Regions from separate parts of the Rattus norvegicus genome. Here region 2 is linked to region 1. Evidence: chromatin contacts called from public Hi-C data. All regions are on one chromosome and are shown on one strand. Each heading gives the region's core, a stretch centred on a gene start, on an enhancer-like site or on the middle of the called end of the contact. The rest is flanking DNA. Distances are from core to core; before and after follow the strand shown.

Region 1 (3,709 bases), core at 856-3,355:
CCCCTTGCTGCCTCCTTTTTGAAGATCGTGTCTTTAAAACCACGGTCAGGTCCACGTCCTGGTGTGCCTCGCCCCCACGTTTTCTTCTATTAGAGCTACAGCTTCACGTGCACAGCTTCTTTGATATTCACTAGGAAGGGTATCTAAGGAGCTGAGGGTGGCAATGCGGCCAATGAGGTCATAGATTTAAGGGCACATCCTAAAGAGATCACGAGACGGTCCAGAGCACAAAAGCACGAGATGGTTCCCAGCACTAGTTCTCGGGGACTGGGATCAAGTCTTGGGGATTTCCCCTTTATGAGTGACCCTAGAGAAATGGCTCCGTGGTTCTTTGTCCCATCTGCCTTAATATTAAATAATAATAATAAAAAAATTCCACCGGAGACGTTAAAAAAATGAGGGGAGCTAATACACTCTGAAAGCTTTGAGAAGTGCCCAGTGTGTAATCCCAAGCTCTATGATAAACAACTGTTCAGTGTGTTCATGAGCTCCAATGGGGATCCAGGCAACTATGGAGTAAAACTATTTAAAAAAAAAATCAGATGTATACTGAACGCATCTGATTTTTTTCTTGCTATCATTCCCTACTAATTCCCAGTATAATATTATTTGTATCCTACATACTACACTGTATTGGAGATTATAAACATTCTAGAAGTCTTTCACAGTATCGGGAGAACATGCACTGGTTATCTACCAGCACTGCCCCACTTCACACGGGGGAGCTGAGGATCCTCAGGGGTCATCTATGCAGAGCGCTAGACTCAATCTCCCACAGGTACTGAGGAAAAACACATTACCCTTAGGTAACCGTGTGGTCCAAGGAAATGACAGTGGCCCAAGGCTGTCTCTACCACGCTGAATGGGAGCTGTGCCTATAACATCATTTCTAACTATCCATCTCAACAGACACCATTTACTCTTTACCTCATACGGCATTTCCTCATCAGAACACACTACTACCATCTCAGGCCTAAATCACAATCATTTCTACATTTTCCTTATACTAGTCATGCAAACTGCATCTTCAGTACCATCAGGGTGTGTGTGTGTGTGTGTGTGTGTGTGTGTGTGTGTGTATGTGTGTGTGTGCGTGTGTGTGTAACCTTATCTCTCATGGACTGCTTCATATCTTAGTATCTGTCCTATCTAGTTTTTAGCTCACTTGACACAAGCTGGAGTCATCTGAGAGAGAAAACCTCAATTGATAGAATGTCTCCATAAGACCAGGCTGTAGACAAGCCTGCAGGGCATTTTTAAAACTGGTGATTGATGTGGGAAGGTTCTGCTCACTGTCCTTAATACCACTCTTGGTCTGGTGGTCCTGGGTTCTATAAGAAAGCAAGCTGAGCGTTGGGGATTTAGCTCAGTGGTAGAGCACTTGCCTAGCAAGCGCAAGGCCCTGAGTTCGGTCCCCAGCTCCGAAAAAAAAAAAAAAAAAAAAAAAGAAAGAAAGCAAGCTGAGCAAGCCAGAAGGAGCAGACCAATAAACGTGGCCTCTACTTCAGCACCTGTCTCCAGGTTCCTGGCTTCGGTTCCTGTCCTGACTCCCTTAGTGATAGACTATGGCTAGGAGTGTGGTTACAGTGTTTCAGGACAACAATAGCAACCCTAAGAGCACCTCACTGAGTGTGTGTGTGTGTATGTGTGTGTGTGCGTGTGTGTGTAACCTTATCTCTCATGGACTGCTTCATATCTTAGTATCTGTCCTATCTAGTTTTTAGCTCACTTGACACAAGCTGGAGTCATGTGAGGTGGAACATCAGCATGGTGGCTGTTTGACACATACCATTGTAGTTGCTCCCTCCTACAATAAACTAAACCTCTTCAGGTAAAGGTGCAGATTTGTATGAGTTCTTTTTCTAGTTTAGGTGGAGACAGAAGACCGATTCCTGTAGTAGTAGTAGTAGAAAGAAAAGCCAAGTTTTAAAAAAGAATAGACGAGAGAAGAAGGTAAAACAAGCAAACAAACAACCAAAACCCTGATCCTTAGACAAATCAGACTTTCCTATGGGTCTACAGAGAAGCAGTTGAAGCAGGAAAGTGTGGCTAAGTGAAAGAAAGTCCTAAAGAGTTATTAATGGCCGCGCAGAGTCGGGTCAGGTTCCACAGGCGAAAGGCCCAGGAAGAGTGTGAACAGCTGCAGAAATGGATCTGCCCCGGACTGAGAGATGTTGCTGGGTCAGAAAAATATTTGAAAAAACAATGACAAAAAAAGTGTTCAAAATCAGATTAAATAATGGGTCAGTTTCCAAAAGGAAGCCGTGGGGGTTAGGAGGACTAATTAGGGAAGGAGGGAGAGAGAGAGAAAAGGGAGGAGGCTAAAGGGGTGTGTGTGTGTGTGTGTGTGTGTGTGTGTGTGTGTGTGTGTATAAGCAGACACACATACATTATATACACAAAAAATCATACACAAAACATAAAAGTAACTATTACTCATCGGTAATAAAAAAACATAATAAAATGTGATAATTATGTTATTATCTAGTTAAAGAGTGACAAGAGATTTGGGCAAGCACTTTACAAGAAGCATACACAGACAGACGCTAATAGTTTCCAACTTTAAAAAAAAAAGTGTAAGACATATGAGCACATCTTTTCAATATTTTGTGTAGAGAACTTAAATCTTATCGTGTAGGAGTTTCTCTCCCCCACCTTGGCCTTGCTCATCCACTGTGTCAACGATAGGGAAACGGTATAGCGAAAGGAATATTTTCCCTTTCTCTGCTTGATCCAGGAGTTGGATTACAGTCACAAGCTTCTGGAACATTGGCTAAGGCTTGATATTTTTAGAGTCACCTGGCAGAGTATTATGCAAAAGAGGTCAAAAGTAATAGAAGCAAGGCTTAGGCAACTTGTGGCTACTTCCTTTCCTGATATCTGCTTGCTCTGCTAGTGTAAGCCTCGGAAGCAGCCTTCGTCTCCCATCAGATGCAGGGAAAGGGGCAGGCAGTGGCTGAACACCTGGCAGGAGCTGATCCAGCAAGTGAGTACGAAAGGCTAAGAATTCCACCTAAGTCCACGTCCATTCGCCCGTCTTATATCACAGCTGTTTCCTCTCTAATGTAATGCTCATCATTAGCACTGACAGAGCGAACCTTCAGAATCCAAGTAGGTTTCCCAAGAGTCACTCATCAGAAATGTTAGAAGAGCAAAGTACGTGTGTTATTATCCCAAGAAAAGTACATGCTGGTGCTGAGGACTTAACAGAGCGATAGAGTCCCTGTTTGGGGTGCACAAGTCCCTGGGTTCAGGCTCCAGGAAACAAAGGGGATGGGGGAAGAGAATTTTCTGTTTCTCTGTCTAACAGTAATTCTGCCTGTCTGCCTCAAGTGAATGAAGGTAAGTTTCCAAAAATGAGAAAGTGAAAATTATACACACACACACACACACACACACACACAATCCTTTCTTCTTGTGACCATGTTTATCTATATCACTACATTTGTGCAAACATATATGCACCTCACAACAATAAGCAACAGAGGAATAACTGTGAAAGTGAGGCCAGTTATTCAAATTTTTCTGTCTTCCCCGAAGTCTGTTGGCATGGGGAGTCTGTGGGCTGGGTTCACAGAGCAAGGAGGATTTTATATAGAGTAAATATACTGAGCCATGCCATCAGGAAAACCAAGGGAATGCCTGATTTTTCCTACCTTGAACAGCCCAACAAGGAAACCGATGGGAGTGAGGTAGGCAGAGGGCCTCT
Region 2 (3,709 bases), core at 813-3,312, 77 kb before region 1:
AAAGTCATAAACCCATAGATCAGGAACACTAACATGTCCACACACAGCCCTCCCAGATACAACATAGTGAAGCCACAGGAACTGATAGTGTGTGTCACACTAGGGAGACCATGTTGCCTTCGAAAGTGTAAAGTAGCTCATTTTTCAAAGTCAACAATGGAGGTTAAAAGGCAGCAAAACTATGTAAGCTGCACAGTGAAAGAAAACATGTGCCCACCTACAATCCTAAAATTCTAGCATCAGAAATTCTATTGGAAGTTCTGAACTTAAGAGAGAAATGAAAGGACCCAGAGGAAAGGCCCAAAGTACAGGGCCCAAGATGCGAAAAGAAATAAAAGAAAAACAAAATGAAAGGATCTTGTACAACTTTTTAAAAAATGCATGTACGTTGACAAATAGCAAATTAGTTGAGATATAAGTGAACGGTGTTTAAAGTTTCAATATTACTAAACCTCACAGAACAGTGTTAAGATTGATATCTGGGGGTTGGGGATTTAGCTCAGTGGTAGAGCGCTTGCCTAGGAAGTGCAAGGCCCTGGGTTCGGTCCCCAGCTCCGAAAAAAAGAAAAAAAAAAAAAGAACCAAAAAAAAAAAAAAAAAGATTGATATCTGCTTAACATTTGGGTAAGTTGATGCAAGGTTAAGATAAAGTATTAGAAACTATAATTTTAGACTAGCTACCAAAACCAGATAATTCTAAAATAATAAAATTTCTAAAAAAAAATTAAATAAATAGAAGAGAAAAAATAATACTTTAAAAATTTAGCCAATCCAGAATGAGTCAAGAAGAGAGGCAGGGAGGGGGGATGGTAGATGAGGAAGCACATTCGGAATCCCCAAATAATATGACGAACTCAACCTCCAAGACACAAGTAATTATATTAGATGTAAGTGGGCTACGAGTACTCCTCTTCCTTAGTAAATGCACAGTTGGGGGCTGTGGGTAACCACGAGGGTGTCCCTTGGGTTAATGGTAGGTGGTGTAAATTCCAGTCCTCAGCTAAGCATCAATAGAATATGGGATTCTGAGCAGTACCCACCCAGGAAATGATGTCATTAGGTTGGATAGTGAGTGGGCCTCAGCCCATTCTTTCCCATTTCGAAACTGTTCTTAATGACCTCTTTTAGAAGGTCTTGGTCTCCTGCGAGCAGGAGTTGGTTATGTTCCCAGAAGGAAAGGGCGCCCTCTGCTGAGAGAAGATGGAATTATTTTAACTTCAGAGAAAGCACACGGGATGGAGTTTGGGAGAGGGGGCGGGGAGAAACATTGCAAAGACACCATCCCTTCTGAGAGAGGTGAAGAAAGGCGATCTTCGCGTGGTTTTATTTCCCCTGGACATGGACCACATCTGGATGTGACCCTTAAAACGGTCCAGTCCACTGACTTTGAGTTGTGCTGGATGAGAACAGAGTGGGAACATGACAAGAATGTATGAGGACACACCGAGATGCCATGGCGATAACCTGCACTTCAAATCTTGGACACCTCACATCTTTATTCTTTATACTACTCTGAGTGGAGATTACGTCTTATGGACTGGAAACCTGCTACCTGATGTTACCTGCTTCCAAGTGACCTACAGTGAGAGAGAGGGTCACCTAGTCCAGTGACGATGGATACCAACAAACCTGAATGATACATATGCGTTCAAGTGTTTTAAGTGACCACATTAGAAAGATATTAATTTCAATTAAATATTTTATTCAATACAGCGTATGTTAAAATATCACCATTTAGACATCAATCAGCACAAATCTTGAAGAGAAGCTTTACAACCATTTTTGCCTTAACACTTCAACATCATTACCTTTAACACACATCTCGATTCAGACTAGCCAGCTATCAGGCACTTAAAAGCTGTGTGTGGCTAGTGGTTGCCCATCTAGACGGTTCTCCGCAGGCCCAAATGGCATAGCAGTTGCCCTGGACACTGCTGCATCCAGGGTTAGCAGTGAATGAGCAGGGTGCAGTTTGCCTAGTCAGCCTTGCATGCCTGGGAAGCTGGGCTGTGCTCACATTTCAGCCACGTCAGAACTTCTCCCAGAAACACCCAGGGTTGGGAGTGTGCCCAAGTCACTTGGCAGGCCTCTTCTCTGGCAGTGGATTATTCTGGAGCGACTGTGTCTTGTCCTGCCCACAAGCTGCAGTCATGACTATACTTGTAATCATAAGTAGAAACAATCTTGCCTCTCCGTTCATTGTCAGTTTATGTGGTTTTAAAGTGGCCTGGGAGAAAACAAGCCTTTTAGAGCGTGTTTGAGCATGTTGCCAGGACACTGTCAGAGCACAAACAGAGCTAGGAAAACCAACCTTGAATATGGGTAGCGCTGTCCTATGGGCTAGGATCTCAGACTGAATAAAAGAACAGAGAAAACAAGCAAAGTGCCCACACTCAACTGCTTCCTACGGCAGAGGCAGTGTGGCCAGCTGCCTCACACATCTGTGACCATGCCTTACCATCATGATGAGCCAAATCCCTTCTTTTATGCATATCTATGCACATTATTAAGTAGACATTAATTTCTTTAAAACATTATTCTCTCACAGTTTGAAATGTATATAGCTATTTCGATTATATTCACCACTGGTTTCCCCTCCCACTGAACCCCTTCTTCCCAACAGGGCCTCCTCTCACTTCCGTGTCCTTTTTTTTTTTTTTTTTTTTTTTTTTTTTTTTTTTTTTTGCTGCCCACTGTGTTTAATTACGGTTGCATGGGTCAGGGGTTGTTTATTTGAACAAAGAAAACTTACACCACTAAGGAATGTGACTCTACCTCTATTCACTCATTAGCCTGTAGCCCTTCAGGTAGGAGAGAGTTTTATAAGCCCCTCTCCCATTCATAACAGAATGCTAATGGTTCCCATTAATGCAATTCCGGTGTAGACAGTCGCACGTGCTGTGTACGCATGGGTCTCACAGCCATGTCAGGTCCACAGGATAGCCACTGCTTCTCATCTCCAGGCTCGCACATTCTTCCCACCTCCTTTCGGGGGTGGCACTGATGTCCTTCTTAAGGGCTGAGTGCTCAGCACTCACTTATTCTCTTCCCTTGGACCAATCATGAGTCTGCGTGAACTACTTCCGGTGCAAACGGAAGCTTCACAGGCCGAGACTGGCAGCAGCACTGACATGGGTATAAACATAAATATTTAGAAGGAAATTGTATACATTGTATTTCAGCAAAGCAACAGTAGCGTATTACTATCTAGGGCCTATCCCTTCTCCGCCGGACTCTTGGAAAGGTTTGCAGGACCAGGCACAAATCCCTCCTGTGAAGCAGGCTCAGAGCCAATCAGGAGTTGGTTACCGCACAAGGGTCATTCCGCCACTGCACTGTGGGTATCCCTTGCCCGACAGATTGATATATTGTAGTCTTCAACGTTCACATCTGGAAACAATCTCTAGTGCTGTTTCTCCTCCAACAGCCTGCATAGCGCCTTCCGGCACTGTGAAAGCCAGCATCTGGCAACCAAAATGTGTCATACCTTCAGCAGTGGAGAATTGTCACCTAGTCCTAGTGGACAATGGAGAATGATGCCATCGGGCTGTGTTGTTCTGGAGGTCTCTGGGAGGTCCCATGTGGAGCATTGAGATTTCCATGTAGTAACACACCACTTCTAAGAACAGCATTGTCCACGTATGCGGGGTACCTTCCTTCAAAGTCACCCCCTCTTCTTTCTCTTCACTATTGTCTTCTTCTCCTTCTA

What was found. A called contact is a pair of places that touch in the nucleus more often than the background predicts.
Region 2: a Hi-C map of psoas muscle shows a contact between it and region 1, with 2.2 times the contacts expected there. The contact joins two enhancer-like sites. A contact is called at or near these places in 1 of 12 Hi-C or Micro-C datasets (psoas muscle) and 1 of 1 datasets of contacts at active chromatin or transcription factors (oligodendrocytes).

What each region holds. Positions count from the first base shown.
Region 1 is chr2:32,220,312-32,224,020 of GRCr8, reverse strand. No RefSeq gene overlaps it. Among named protein-coding and RNA genes, the nearest start is that of Zfp366, 91 kb to the left of the region's middle. Within about 2 kb of position 2,105, at least 2 of the 93 cell types and tissues checked have an H3K27ac peak or open chromatin away from gene starts, as enhancers often do.
Region 2 is chr2:32,296,909-32,300,617 of GRCr8, reverse strand. No RefSeq gene overlaps it. Among named protein-coding and RNA genes, the nearest start is that of Zfp366, 14 kb to the left of the region's middle. Within about 2 kb of position 2,062, at least 54 of the 93 cell types and tissues checked have an H3K27ac peak or open chromatin away from gene starts, as enhancers often do.